Regions from separate parts of the Zea mays genome. Here region 2 is linked to region 1. Evidence: chromatin contacts called from public Hi-C data. All regions are on one chromosome and are shown on one strand. The core of a region is the stretch at or near the end of the contact, and the rest is flanking DNA. Distances in the headings are between cores, read along the strand shown. Region 1 holds the start of LOC100191977 (argininosuccinate lyase). Region 2 holds the start of LOC103639235.

What was found. Hi-C and Micro-C count contacts between places; a contact is called where the count stands out from the background.
Region 2: a contact with region 1 is called in a Hi-C map of tassel, with 3 times the contacts expected there. The contact joins the promoter of LOC103639235 here to the promoter of LOC100191977 in region 1. A contact is called at or near these places in 3 of 25 Hi-C or Micro-C datasets (ear, leaf and tassel).

Annotation. Positions count from the first base shown.
Region 1 is chr9:142,164,823-142,171,050 of Zm-B73-REFERENCE-NAM-5.0, reverse strand. LOC100191977 (argininosuccinate lyase) reads right to left here and starts at 3,640. Exons shown (of 7, transcript NM_001137401.1): 1 at 3,191-3,640; 2 at 2,521-2,784; 3 at 1,937-2,053; 4 at 1,029-1,177; 5 at 160-451; 6 at 1-89. The coding sequence starts at 3,502.
Region 2 is chr9:142,472,706-142,478,933 of Zm-B73-REFERENCE-NAM-5.0, reverse strand. It overlaps LOC103639235, which reads left to right and starts at 2,951. Exons shown (of 2, transcript XM_008662003.4): 1 at 2,951-3,431; 2 at 3,892-4,197. The coding sequence starts at 3,094. The coding sequence ends at 3,892.

The DNA.
Region 1 (6,228 bases), core at 2,391-4,890:
TTAAAAGAGATATTTTGAGCAAACTCTGTGCATACTTCAAGCATTCCTAATACAGCTTTCACACTATCAAACAAGGGTTCCTTGTCTTCCTGCTCAGGACGAAAACTTCAGAATACACACTCATGTAAGAGTGGACATACTTATGAGAATTAGGCTCACCTGAAGGTCACGGTTGTAGGCCTGTGGAAGGCCTTTACAGAGGGTTAGAACAGTCATGAGGTCTCCAACAACCCTAGCAGATTTCCCACGAACAAGCTCCATTGGGTCTGGATTTTTCTTCTGGGGCATAATGCTGCTTCCAGTTGAAACTTTGTCACTTGGTATCAGAAACCCAAATTCCTCTGATGCCCAAAGAACCCATTCTTCACCAATTCGCGAAAGATGGACAGCAGCAATCGAATTGGCAGCAAGAAACTCAAGTACAAAATCACGGTCTGATACTGCATCAATGCTGTAGACGAGAAAAAACTTCGAGCTTAAGTGAGGAAGGACTAGCTGAAAGAGAAAAACTGAACAATATGGAATTCTCTGAGTTACTAGTATGACTAGTAACTGAGGGCATGACTGACACTTCTAGTTAATTGGCAGAAAATCACAACACACAAGAATATACAGTACAAAGTGATAGCCCTCTATGGCCTTAGGAACTAGCCGAGAAAATATCCAACACAGAGTAGTCCATAAACAATTCTCAAATTGTCATATCTGTATAGTACTATTTGTTTACAGAAGAAATATGACCATGTAATAAGGCTTGCATTTTCATACATTCCTTTGGCACCACCAAATCGAAGTGCTTGGAAGTATAAAGTTAAGTATATAACAGATTTCATGTGTGCTTGCATGTCAAGATATCCCATTCCAGCAGATGCAGAGTAACTACAGTACAAAAGTTTTAGGTACTCAGTTTCATAACACAGTTCTAGCTTTGTCACGGTTCAAGAGAGTGTTATAGCACAGAAAGTAAGCTACAACACTTGCAGCCTTTTTTGAAATGGATTATTGAAAGAAAGAAATAAAAAAGTTACCTATTCTTCATTGGAGCTGTAAATTTCAAATCTTTAGCAGTTTGAAACCTATCAATGGGAAGTCCAGTTCCAGCCAAAGCACAAGCACCAAGAGGACAGAAATTCATTCGCTCCCTGCAGTTGACCAGCCGACCAGCATCACGCTCCAACTGCACATAGTGTACATCAGAATAAGGTCAGGCAGTCGTGAGTAACCTGGTTTATTCGAAAAGATTACCATAAATTATCTGGGCTACCACAAAAACTGTTTCACGGGGACACAAGCTATAAATAAACCCTTTTACAGAATAAATATACTGCTAGAAATGTGACTTTAATGCTTTGTTATAGATAAGGCTAAAATGGTGAACAGAGCTAGGGGTTCAGGCATTCAGCAGCTCAAAGATTGTAGAGGATAACGCACCTAATTAGACCAAGTTTATTTATATCCTGGACTCCGAAGTTAAGAACTTTTAGTATTAGGTGTGTGTATTATCTGGACTGCACCAGTGGGAGGATTTCAAATCGTGTGAAACCAGTTGTACGTAATTGAACTTATTTTGTTGCATTGGAGATGTCAACATACAAAACTGATTGTTTGAACACAGAATGTTCTCTTTTCTGCACAAAAATTCTTCCCAATTATTCAGTTTAACCGTAAAAATCAACAGAGCTGATATACCACACAAACATTAAGCATTAAGAATATATCTTGGTTACATAGGAGTGCACTAATTTGGTCGCTATATATAGAGAGACATGTGATTTAAGAACTTGTTTGCATCATAACCACAAGGTGCGAATCGGGGAATAATCATCAACTAGAGGTGGCACACATTCAACACTAATATTATAGCTTCCTCGAGTTAAAAAATAACAATAAAGTTTCAATGTCGCGTTATCAAGAAAGCTAAAAAGATTCCAATCACCTGTTCAACATATGATAAGAGAAGATGTGGCAGCAGAACAGGCTGCGCCCTTTGCAGATGGGTATAACCTGGGACTATTAAATCAACATATTTTGAAGCCAAAATAACCAGAGACACCTGAAACAATAAGAGTTATGCTAATATTACAAGTGAACAGCTTCTTCATATATATCGGGAAATATAAAAATTATGCATTAGCATTACAGACTGGAATCACTAATGCAGTCATGAGAATACACAACATCAGCAATCAGGTACTCAAAACAGCTTTTCTTAAAGTCTTTACTTGAAAACATTAATGTATTATTTTGCATCAGTTCTACATCAAGAAGCAGGAAGGTTAACCAGAAGTTCTCTCAGAAATTCCTACCCTAAATTGACATTACAGAATGAAAAATAAAAAGAATCATTGGATTTTCAAACGAGCAAGATTTTCTTAATTGTTAGAATGGCCACGTGTTAATTGAGCAAAAAAGTAGAAAACAAAATAGTGCCACACTGGCAAGCAGTGAAAGATAGAAAAGAAATGTGAACATGATAGTGGCAGGACTTCATGAGCAACATAGAGTAAATTCAGAGCAAACCTGAAGCTGCTTGATACGAATCAAAATCCTGTCAATAGCATCACGGCACCATAGCCTTAGATCCGTCACAATTTGGTCATTGCGGCTCCTAGCAGTATGCAACTTCTTGGCTGGCTCACCAACCCTTTCAATTAGAGCCGCTTCAATGTTCATATGCACATCCTCCCGGTCCTTCCTCCACTCAAATTTGCCTTCTTGGATCAGCCTCTCTATCTGATCAAGCCCCTCTAAGATGATATCCCTATCAGTAGCTGTTATCAAACCCTGCATTGCAAATTATTCAGAAACCCAACTCAAATATTGTGATAATAAGCTTTTTAAGTAACATATAGCTTAAGGATTAAGACAGTCAATTTGATTCACCATTTCACCAAAATACAACGAACAACATTTCTGGTAAAACCTTGTGGGTAGTCAGATTAAACTTCCTCAGTGCCACCTGGCAGAAAGCTAGCGGATTTGAACACCTATGGATCCCAGCAACAGCATAGCAGAGGAGCACAACGAAGAAGCTGACATTTTCTCGAGCACATGGCGAGTAAGATGGTTCATAGCGGGCTGACCCCGACAAACAACCCCCAACCTGTCCGACGGAGCCCCAACCTGACGGGACATCCAGTTGGTCGAACACCTAGACGACACCGACCGCCGAGGAGCGTGCAGGATATACCTGGCCAGCGAGCATGGAGGCGTGGGCCTTGCTGCCCATTATGTCGTATTTGTAGAGCTGCCAGTCGTAGGATATGGACTCCGTGAAGCGCTCCACGGCGTCGGTGACGCCCTCCTCGAACCGCCCGCCCCACAGCTTGGTTTCCCTCTTATCTTCGCTCTCCGAGGACGCCATCGAGGTGGAGGCCGCCGCGACGAGCGGGAAAACGGCGCTGCGGTCCCGGAGGGTGACGCGACCGGATGACGGGGTTATGCGGGCACAAGAGGGCGAGGCGGGTGCCCGGAAGATTAGGGATTGGGAAGTGAATGCCATAGGCGTCCTCTCGCCGTTGTTTGACGCGGCGGCGCGGCGGCGTAGTAGGTGTTGGCTCGGGGGGTTTTGGCGATTGTCCTGAGGACAGTCCACACAGGCTGACCAGGGACTACCAGAGGCTATGACCTAGAGATCAGTGAGTCCGAACCCCTTCTCCGTTGGACACTTCTTTCGTTAATTTCATTATTTTCTATGAAATTAAACACTTAGGGCATGTTTGGAGGATCTCAAATCGGCTCCGACTACAGCTTTTAGAGGAATTCTCCCAAACGATCTCAAAAAAAAAAGAACTCTCAACAAAGATCATTAAAGAGTCAGAGCCATTTTTATAGAGAAGAGTTGGAGCCAAAAAAAAAATTGGCTCCTAGCGGCTCCTCTCACTCCTCTTCTCTCGCGTCAAGAGGAACTGTTTTACCAAACGATTTGTTAAAAAAACACTGACTCCTATAGAGAAGTTGTTCTTAAAGAGAAGTCAGAGCCGGAGTCACTTTTAGAGAGCCTCGTGTCAAACGGGGCCTTAGGTTATTCATAATGGGAGTTTCGTAGCACTATTTACAACGTTGTCACATTATCATAAGTGATATGAAACTATGAATGAAACAATGTTTCTCAGCGCAATATTACACGTCACTATTTCATATGCTACCATATCAATTAAATGTCGCAAATCAGTGGCCAATAGAAGTTAGTAAATTATGTGAATATGAAACAAATCATTCTTGATGGAGGTTTCACACGGTTTTTAAGACCTTGGAAACAAGTTGACATGGTTCATCCCCATGAAACTAATTTCATCACATGAAACTCGATCCTCTTAAATGCTATACTATGTTAAAAAAACTGACGTGATACACTATTAAATGTGCATGAAACCACCGCTCAGAATAGCCTTATTATTTTTATTATATATATATATATTATCAGTATTTTTGTGGATAATAGTAATTATTATTGAATATATTTTACAATAAACTTATTTAGAGATATAAATATTGTTAATATTTTCTATAACTCTAGTTAAATTTAGAAATGTTTACCTTGCATGTAACATAAGAACCCAAAGCGACACTATTTTGGGAGGATGGGAGTTTGTATTCAGAAAGATCAATTCCACGTCAACCAACGTTACGAGTATAGATGGCCAAAAAGCACGAGGCCCGTGAGCCCGGCACGAAGCCCGCTTTTTGGGCCCGGTCCGAGCCCGGCACGGTAGAATAAGCGGGCGGGCTTGACAGGAAACTAGGCACGGCGGGCTAGCCCGGCACGGCCCGTTTACCTCTAAGCCCGTTAAGCCCGTTTTTTTACACTAAAACGTGCTTACCGGCCCGTTTAGCCCGCTTTTCGGCCCGTTATTTCGTGCTAAACGGGCCGGCTCGGCCCGTTTAGACCCGCTGCGGGCCGGGCTTGGACAGAAACTTAAGCCCGCTGGCTCAGCAGGCCCAGCCCGGTTTTGGCCGGGCTTCACCGGGCCCGGGCCGGCCCGTTTGGCCATCTCTAGTTATGAGCTGGAACAGCTTACCGTTTCGGCGAGCATGACGGCGTGCACGCGGCTGCACACGACGTCGTGCGGCCACAGCTCCTCCGCCGCCGCAGCCACAAGTCGGGACTCGGCCGATTTGCTGTTGAGCCACAGCTTCGGGACCTCCTTAATCTTCATCATCGGCACCGCCTCCGCGTCCCTCTCCAACACCGTCCGTTTCGCTGGCGGCAGTGGTGGCTCGTTGACGTTGTCCAGCGATGACTTAGCTGAGGACTCCGCGGAGTTGTCAGTTGAGCTGCCAAGCATCTCAATGAGGCCCAATTCGTGCGTCGACAGCCGATCGCCCGTTTCCACGTCGACCACTTCCACCTGCTTCGGCTGCTGCTGCTGCATCTCCGGCGCGAAAGGTGACCACATCGAGTCCGTCGAGTGCTTGGCTGGCCTCGCCGAGGCCGGTTGCCGTCCCGTCGGCGCTGGCGAGTTGACAGCGGTGCTGCCGTTCTCCGTATGCACAGGAGAAGGTGGCTGCGTCACAGACGGGGTCGTCGCGGCCTGCAGCTTCTCCGACGCAGGGGAGCCAGGCGTATGCGTCAGCAGCGACGAAATAGGCGTGAGCGCAGGGCGCGGGGCGCTCACAGTGGCCGCTGCGGCTTTGGCCTGCCCCCGCTCCTTCTTCCTCCTGCGGAAGCACGAGCCGAAAGACGGCATACGCGGTTTCCGGTACTTCTTATTCTTCTTGTGCTTGTCGGTGGCGCCGAAGCCGCTCTGGTTCGGCATGGCGTACGCGAAGAATGAAGGCTCATCCTCCTGGGCTTGCTGCTGCGCTCCGGCGGCCACCGGCGCATCACGGACCTTCGACGGCGTCCGCTGCCGATGCTTGCTGCGGCTGCGGCTGCGGCTGCGGCTACGGTGTCGGCGGGGGCATCGGAAGAGGGGCCTCAGCGGGTTGAAGGAGCAGCACGGCGTGGCGCGGTCCTCTTTGTTGCCGCCTAAGCACCTGCACCGGGCGCGGCGGTGGGACTTCCGGCCGCGAGCGCGAGGAGTCGTCGACATGGCTGCTGGCATGGCAGGACGGGTGTGGGTGTACGGCGTCACCGTCGTTAGGAACAGAAGTTCGGAGTCGCCGTGCGTCCGTAGCGCTGTTGTTCGTGGGGTTGTGGCGGGACGGGTTTGTGTTAAGCCGTGCTTAAGCGTGCATTCTTTACGTGCAGAGCACTACTAGTGGCCACTGGCCAGCCCTGTGTGG
Region 2 (6,228 bases), core at 1,702-4,201, 310 kb before region 1:
TACACTTTTATGCTGCCGGCGGCTGCAGCAGCCCTGTTAGAGAAAAATATAGCCGAACGACTTGTGCAGCTAGCAACCGAACAACTTGTAAGATAAGTGAAATGAAAAGATCAAGATTAGATTGTACTTGTTAACACATCACTGTATCGAGTCTGTTTTTTATTGTGCCTTGTATGTACTTGAGCAGTGAAGTATATGACCAAAACCATGACTTTATGATTCTGATTGTCATTCTGGCATAGGCTTCATTCAGTAGAAAAGTAATATAAGACAATACTTACAGCAAATGCTTTGACTAATTCTTATGATAGGTTGAAAATGCGAAAGTTTGATGAAACCTGATAACACAAGTCTTAGGTTGTCTTTGGCATGTTGCATGGTCGCTATTTGGGATACCTCACTTTGTGTACACTTGTTAGCACTTGGTTGATTTCCTCCTTATAAACTGTCTATGATGCTACTTTAGTGGTGAACTTCTTTTCAAAATGCTTACAAACTGCTCAAATTGCTTTATGAGTCACGATTTGATCAGTTTGATTATTTGCTAGCACTTATTTTAGTTGCTATACTCACATGGCAACACCACCTACATCATCCTTTCATTATGGAAGATCTACCCTTGAAGCTCTTGCATTTTTCTGCATCCATGTGCATTCAGAGCATATCTTGAGGGGGGGATTGCAGTTTAGATAGCATGACACATGCATATTGCGACAAGGGGGAGATTGTTTACACAAAGAGTTGGCATATGTGGGGAGAGCGTATTCATATGGGGAGTGCACAAGTGGAGGGGAGTTGCATTTGAGCTTGCCTTCGGCTTTTTAAAGAAAGGGGAGAATGTGTTTTCAAAGGATAGCTTGTTTTTTACTAGTTGTGTTGAGTCTTTGGCTCTTGTAGACGGACTATCACTATTTTAAAAGTTTTGAGTCTTCTTGATTTTGCTTTGATGCTTCTTAAGATGCTTTGAGGCTCATCCTCCCAACTCAACCACGTCGTCATCCTAACTGCTCCGTTGAGACTGACGAGTCTAGCATTGTATTCTTGCCATACGGCAGACCTAGAGGGCATTCTCCGACAAGCGACCGTCGAGAGCTCGGCATGGTCCACGCTCATGCATAGCAATGGTGACATCGTTGCGGGATCCATGCCACGATCGACTCGGTCCTCCTAAAGGACGCTGACATTCATGGTACTAGTACAACGCAATTCACGCCTTCTTCAACTCTAGGATTCGAAATATTTCAAGACCAAAGGAGCAAGTAGCAAGCCAAATACTAGTTTTTAAGTTCCACCATAGAAAACTTACCCAAGCGTCTAAATTAGTGTTGCTCAATAACTTTAGAATTATTTGTACCATCTATCAACTTATTTTCTCTTTTACTTTTGAGAGATGAGTTGTCAAGTGGTGTTATGCTTTAGTTCGTCACCATAATAGTGTAATACTAGCGTTGGGTTGGACTCGGGGCGAATCCACGAGTGGTAGAGAGGGGCAATGCCCCCTAATCCTCCCTAAATTCTATATTATCTACTAATTTCCTTAGGTAATCATCATATAAATAATGTAAAATACCTCCTAACGCCCTTTCTCAATCTAATTTGTCCCTCCCAAACTCTAATCCTGGTTTCACCCCTTGGATTGTGATCCGTGATCGGCGGAAGAGAACCGCTGCTCCCTGCTCCTGTGCCCCAGCCGCTGTCCACTGTCCACCTTCGGACTTTCGGTTAGTTCTCAATCCATATGGATTGAATGAGATTGGGTGAGTTTAAATCTCAAACAAGTCAAAATTTTTCTAAATTTTTTCTAATCCTATCCAATCCATGTATAATGGGAATAACACCTTCGTTCCATGATGGCGGATGCTGCTTTTTCTCTCGAAACCTAGTGGACGCCGAGTAACCTCAGGCCTTTCATCGTTGCTGGCAGCACGAGTTGGAGGTCGACGACCGACACACTCACCTATGTTCCAAAAAAAAGCGTTCATCACGTGCCTTTTTCTGCTCTAAATTTTTATATATATATATATACTTTTTGTAGTTTCAAATAATCTATATGTATTTTAGTTTTACTTATAGACAGAGAAAATGAGAGAGAATATCTATAAAGAGAGGAGAGAGGGGACAAAGGAGCGTCTTCTATCACGATGCTGCAGGCCAGAGGAGGGAACCATCTATACGACATACCATCTCCTTTTATTATAGCAATACCTCTAAGTGTTGAATAGATCCAAAAATTCATGTGGACTTTTTAAAAAGATAAAGATTATTGTACAATAAAGTTTTTCGTGCAACTTGCTATGTAATTAAACTACTAGAAATTATAAAAACCTTTAAAGATATAAATATATTTTACTATTTACTTTACTAACATATCAAATTTTAAGTTCTAATTCATTCTATGTTAAAAGATATAAAAAATTCTACCCGAAATGATAGAATTTTGTTTTTTGGACTGGATATGAAACTCGAGCAAAAAAAACCTTAAATAGCTAATGAAATCACATAAAATTTGTTTGATCTTATCATTAAAAATCGTTACCTTAAAAAGTGTTCTTTTATTATTAGATTACTTTCAAATTTCTCCCGGTTTATAGGAAACAAATAGAATCTTACTAATCAGGTGACTATATTGCTACGACTTTTATATAGTATATTAGTATACTTTGTTTTAATAAAACATAAAAATGTGTGTGTTATGTTGGTTAGTTGGGTGTGGATGTAAAGACGATAAATAAGGTTAAAAAATCTCACATATATGCATAATTTTATGTTGTTTTTGTATAAAATGGGAAAGGTGACGCACCACGATTTTAGGATTTTAGAACTATGGAAATCAGAAAAAAGTGATGCTTTATATAGTAGATAGATAGATAGAGAAGTGAGGTTTAGTTTTACTCTAAAGAAAACGGCGGCCTATCAAAGCTTAAGCATAAACACGAAGCTGGATCGGAAGCCGCCAGCGCTACATCAACACAATACAAAGGTAAAACAAAACGGAAAAGGCAGCGGCGTTTCTCTCCCTCCCTCCCTCCCTCTGCACAAACGCCACGCCGCGAGACTCCCACGCGGTCCGCCCCCGCGTCGTCTGGCCTCGCGATGGCCGCCGCCGCCGACTACGACCGCGCGCACCGCCCGTACGCGGCTCCCGCCCCCGCCGGTGAGTACGACCGCCCCTACCGCAACGAGGTCGTGCCCTACGGTGACCGCCGCATCGACATCATCGTCAAGCCGCCCGCGAGGTCGCCGCCGCCGGTATCCAACAGGGGCGGCGGGGGAGGGGTGGGGTCGGCGTGGTGCTTCAGCGATCCGGAGATGAAGAGGCGGCGGCGGGTGGCCAGCTACAAGGCTTACTCGGCGGAGGGCAAAGTCAAGGCATCGTTCCGCAGGGGATTCCGCTGGATCAAGGCCAAGTGCTCCGAGCTCATCCATGGCTGGTACGGATCACGCCTTCTTCTTCTTCTTCTTCTCCTCCTCCTCCTTCCCCTTTCCCCTTTTATCGGGGTATCCGTTCTTCTTCTCGATATTTTCGGACATAACGGCGATGGCTGCTTTGGTTCCCAAGCATCGGACCTGTCCTTCCGCTGGGTAATGGGACTCTGCACAACAAGTACAGACGTTTTAATCTTCATTGTACTGTTTGTATGGATTATTGGTACGACTGAATGCTAGTCCTTATGCCCCCTCATCATACACCATTGCTTCCTGAAATGGTTTGGGAAGTCACAGGTACATGACACAGATCTGTAGCAGACTACAAGCTCATCAGCACAAGTTGTCATCGTTTTGGCTCACCTCTTAAGCAGCAAGATAGCTTTAGCTCGTTTATCTGATGAAGTGATCATCTGTGATGCACTAGTCGCCTCTAATTTCGTTTTCCCTCTACTTTTTTTTCAGAACCCGGTACCTCGGTGAAATTCTATTGTATTGTATTGGCATGGTGCAAGATGCGGCTACAAAGCGCGAGAGATGGTTGTCTGTTGTTATTTCGCTGATTCGCTCTCAAAATGTGGAAGAGAATTTGTTCTGAGATTGTGTAGAGAACTTTGTTGCCCCCCTGGTTATAGGAAAAGAACTCGATGGAGATCTGCTGAGATTGCTTGTCGCTACCTGCCAATTGCCCCCTAATTCTGTTCAAAAAATGTTTGAAGAAGACTTGAATCCCGGAGAAGAAAAATTCTTTGCACGATAGTACTTTTCTAATATTATCCCCCTGTGCTCATATGCAACTTGGTCGCTGGCCAGGAAAATACAGGCCAGCATGCAACTGCATTTGCTTCGTTTCTTCGTCATTAGCAAATCCCAGAGATGGAGAGACCGTAGCAGATCTTGCGAATTGCGTAGGCGGTCTTTCATGCATTTATTTCGATGAGGAGAGGTCTACACTTAACGCTCTATGATAGGGACATGATCACCTGGATCACGGGAGGGTAAGAAACTTTTTTGTGCCTCAGCGTGGCTTCCTCTTCCGTGTTCTGAATGGAAAAGACCCTCCTAATGGTGTGGTCTTAGCACAAAGTGGCCATGTTCATAGATTCTTCGAGTACTGCCAGGGTCTCTAAACTCCCAAGAGTGGCCAGACATCTCCGCGACTTGTTTGCTTCGAATTAAAGTCAGTTGTTTAGACTGTTGCGGCTATGATCTATAGACAAAAACACTGTATAAACAGTAGAAGTTGATATGAATTAAAGCCAAACAAACAGATATGGTCCAGCTAAATGTAGCTACTCCATCTGTTGTGTACTCCAGATTATGGCATGGTCGATAACACTTCGTGTGAAGTTGGTGGACAACAAGCGCAAATATCCACCGGCTGCACCCACATGGTTTCCAAGCAGGTGTTGCGGCCGCGCGGGTCGGTGCATGATGAGCCGGCGCGAATTCGGCGTCCGGGCGGGCCTTAAACCCGCGTGTGCGCACGTTGGGGATGAGCTGTCCTCAGAGACCTGGAGCCATTCTCATCCTCTTCACCTTAAGATAAATATATCTCTACTCCTATAAACATCAGTTTCCACGGTTCCACCCTCGTCGTGCGTCGTCAAGCAACGTGGACCGTTATATTTTTCAAAAACATGTGTAGATCTTATTTTTCATAACCCAAACTGTTTGTGTCTCTACATTTTTTTTTTTTGAGATTACACAATACAATATAGGTTTTTAAATCCCGAAATATTCTCTTCAGAAGTCAAACCTAAAACCTTAGATGCTACTGAAGCTTTGTAATCAATAAACTACAAGCCCTTTAGTGTGTCTCTACATAACTGAAATGGTCATATAAGCAAGTCTTGTATGTTTTCGGGGACATCCAGCCTGGGCCTTGACTTTCGAACTGAATGTGTTCGGCTTATATGGGCGATTGGGACATTCAGTCTGGGGCCAGTGGGCCTTTACTTTTTCCGAGGTCCTTCGACCTGAATCTATTTGGCGTAGTTGCACTTTTACCTTGTTGGCTTGTTGTGCTGTCCCAGTTCGTTAGTGCGGACAACCTTCTCCTGGCATTTCGTGGCCGCTACTTCTCTGTTCAATGCTAAGCTGGTTTGTCAGATCGATGCCTCGCGCTCGTCATTAGATTAGCGTTTAGCAACTGGAGTACTATATTAGGCCCCATTTGAATACATCCAGCTCGGCAGCTCCTAATAATTAGACCCAGCATCTAATAGGTCAGGTCAGCTATGTCTAGCTAATAACCATCAGTTATCCTAACCCAGCTAATAGCATCTACATGTTGTGAAAAAAAAACACTTCTTCCCTCACACCACTTTTATCTATGTGTATCAATAGCAAATATAACTAGAAGAAGAAGGGCATTAGAGACAAAACGACCAATGCATCTATCTTTAGCTAGTGGATCTAAACAACATCCAACTAATATGTAGCTAGCTAATATTGGACTATTAGGTCAGTCTCAAAGGGAATTCTATAAGAGTTTTATTTGCATTTAATAAGCTGCCACAATAAACACTTTCGATGGTGTTCCAACATTTTTAAGAAGAGAGAACAAAGCTCTCTCTCTTGGTACGATTACCAACTATCTATGATTTATGAAATTGAATGCCTATGAAACTATAGTAGTGGGTGTTCTACCTATGCTTTATTTCATTATATATGACACGATACTCTTAGAAAAAACAAGGCTATGAAACTCTCCATTGCGACTAGCCTTAGTCATGTGAATCTAAATCAGAACACCGGATGATGGTTGACAGCAGTGACCTTGAGTACTATAGGGTATGC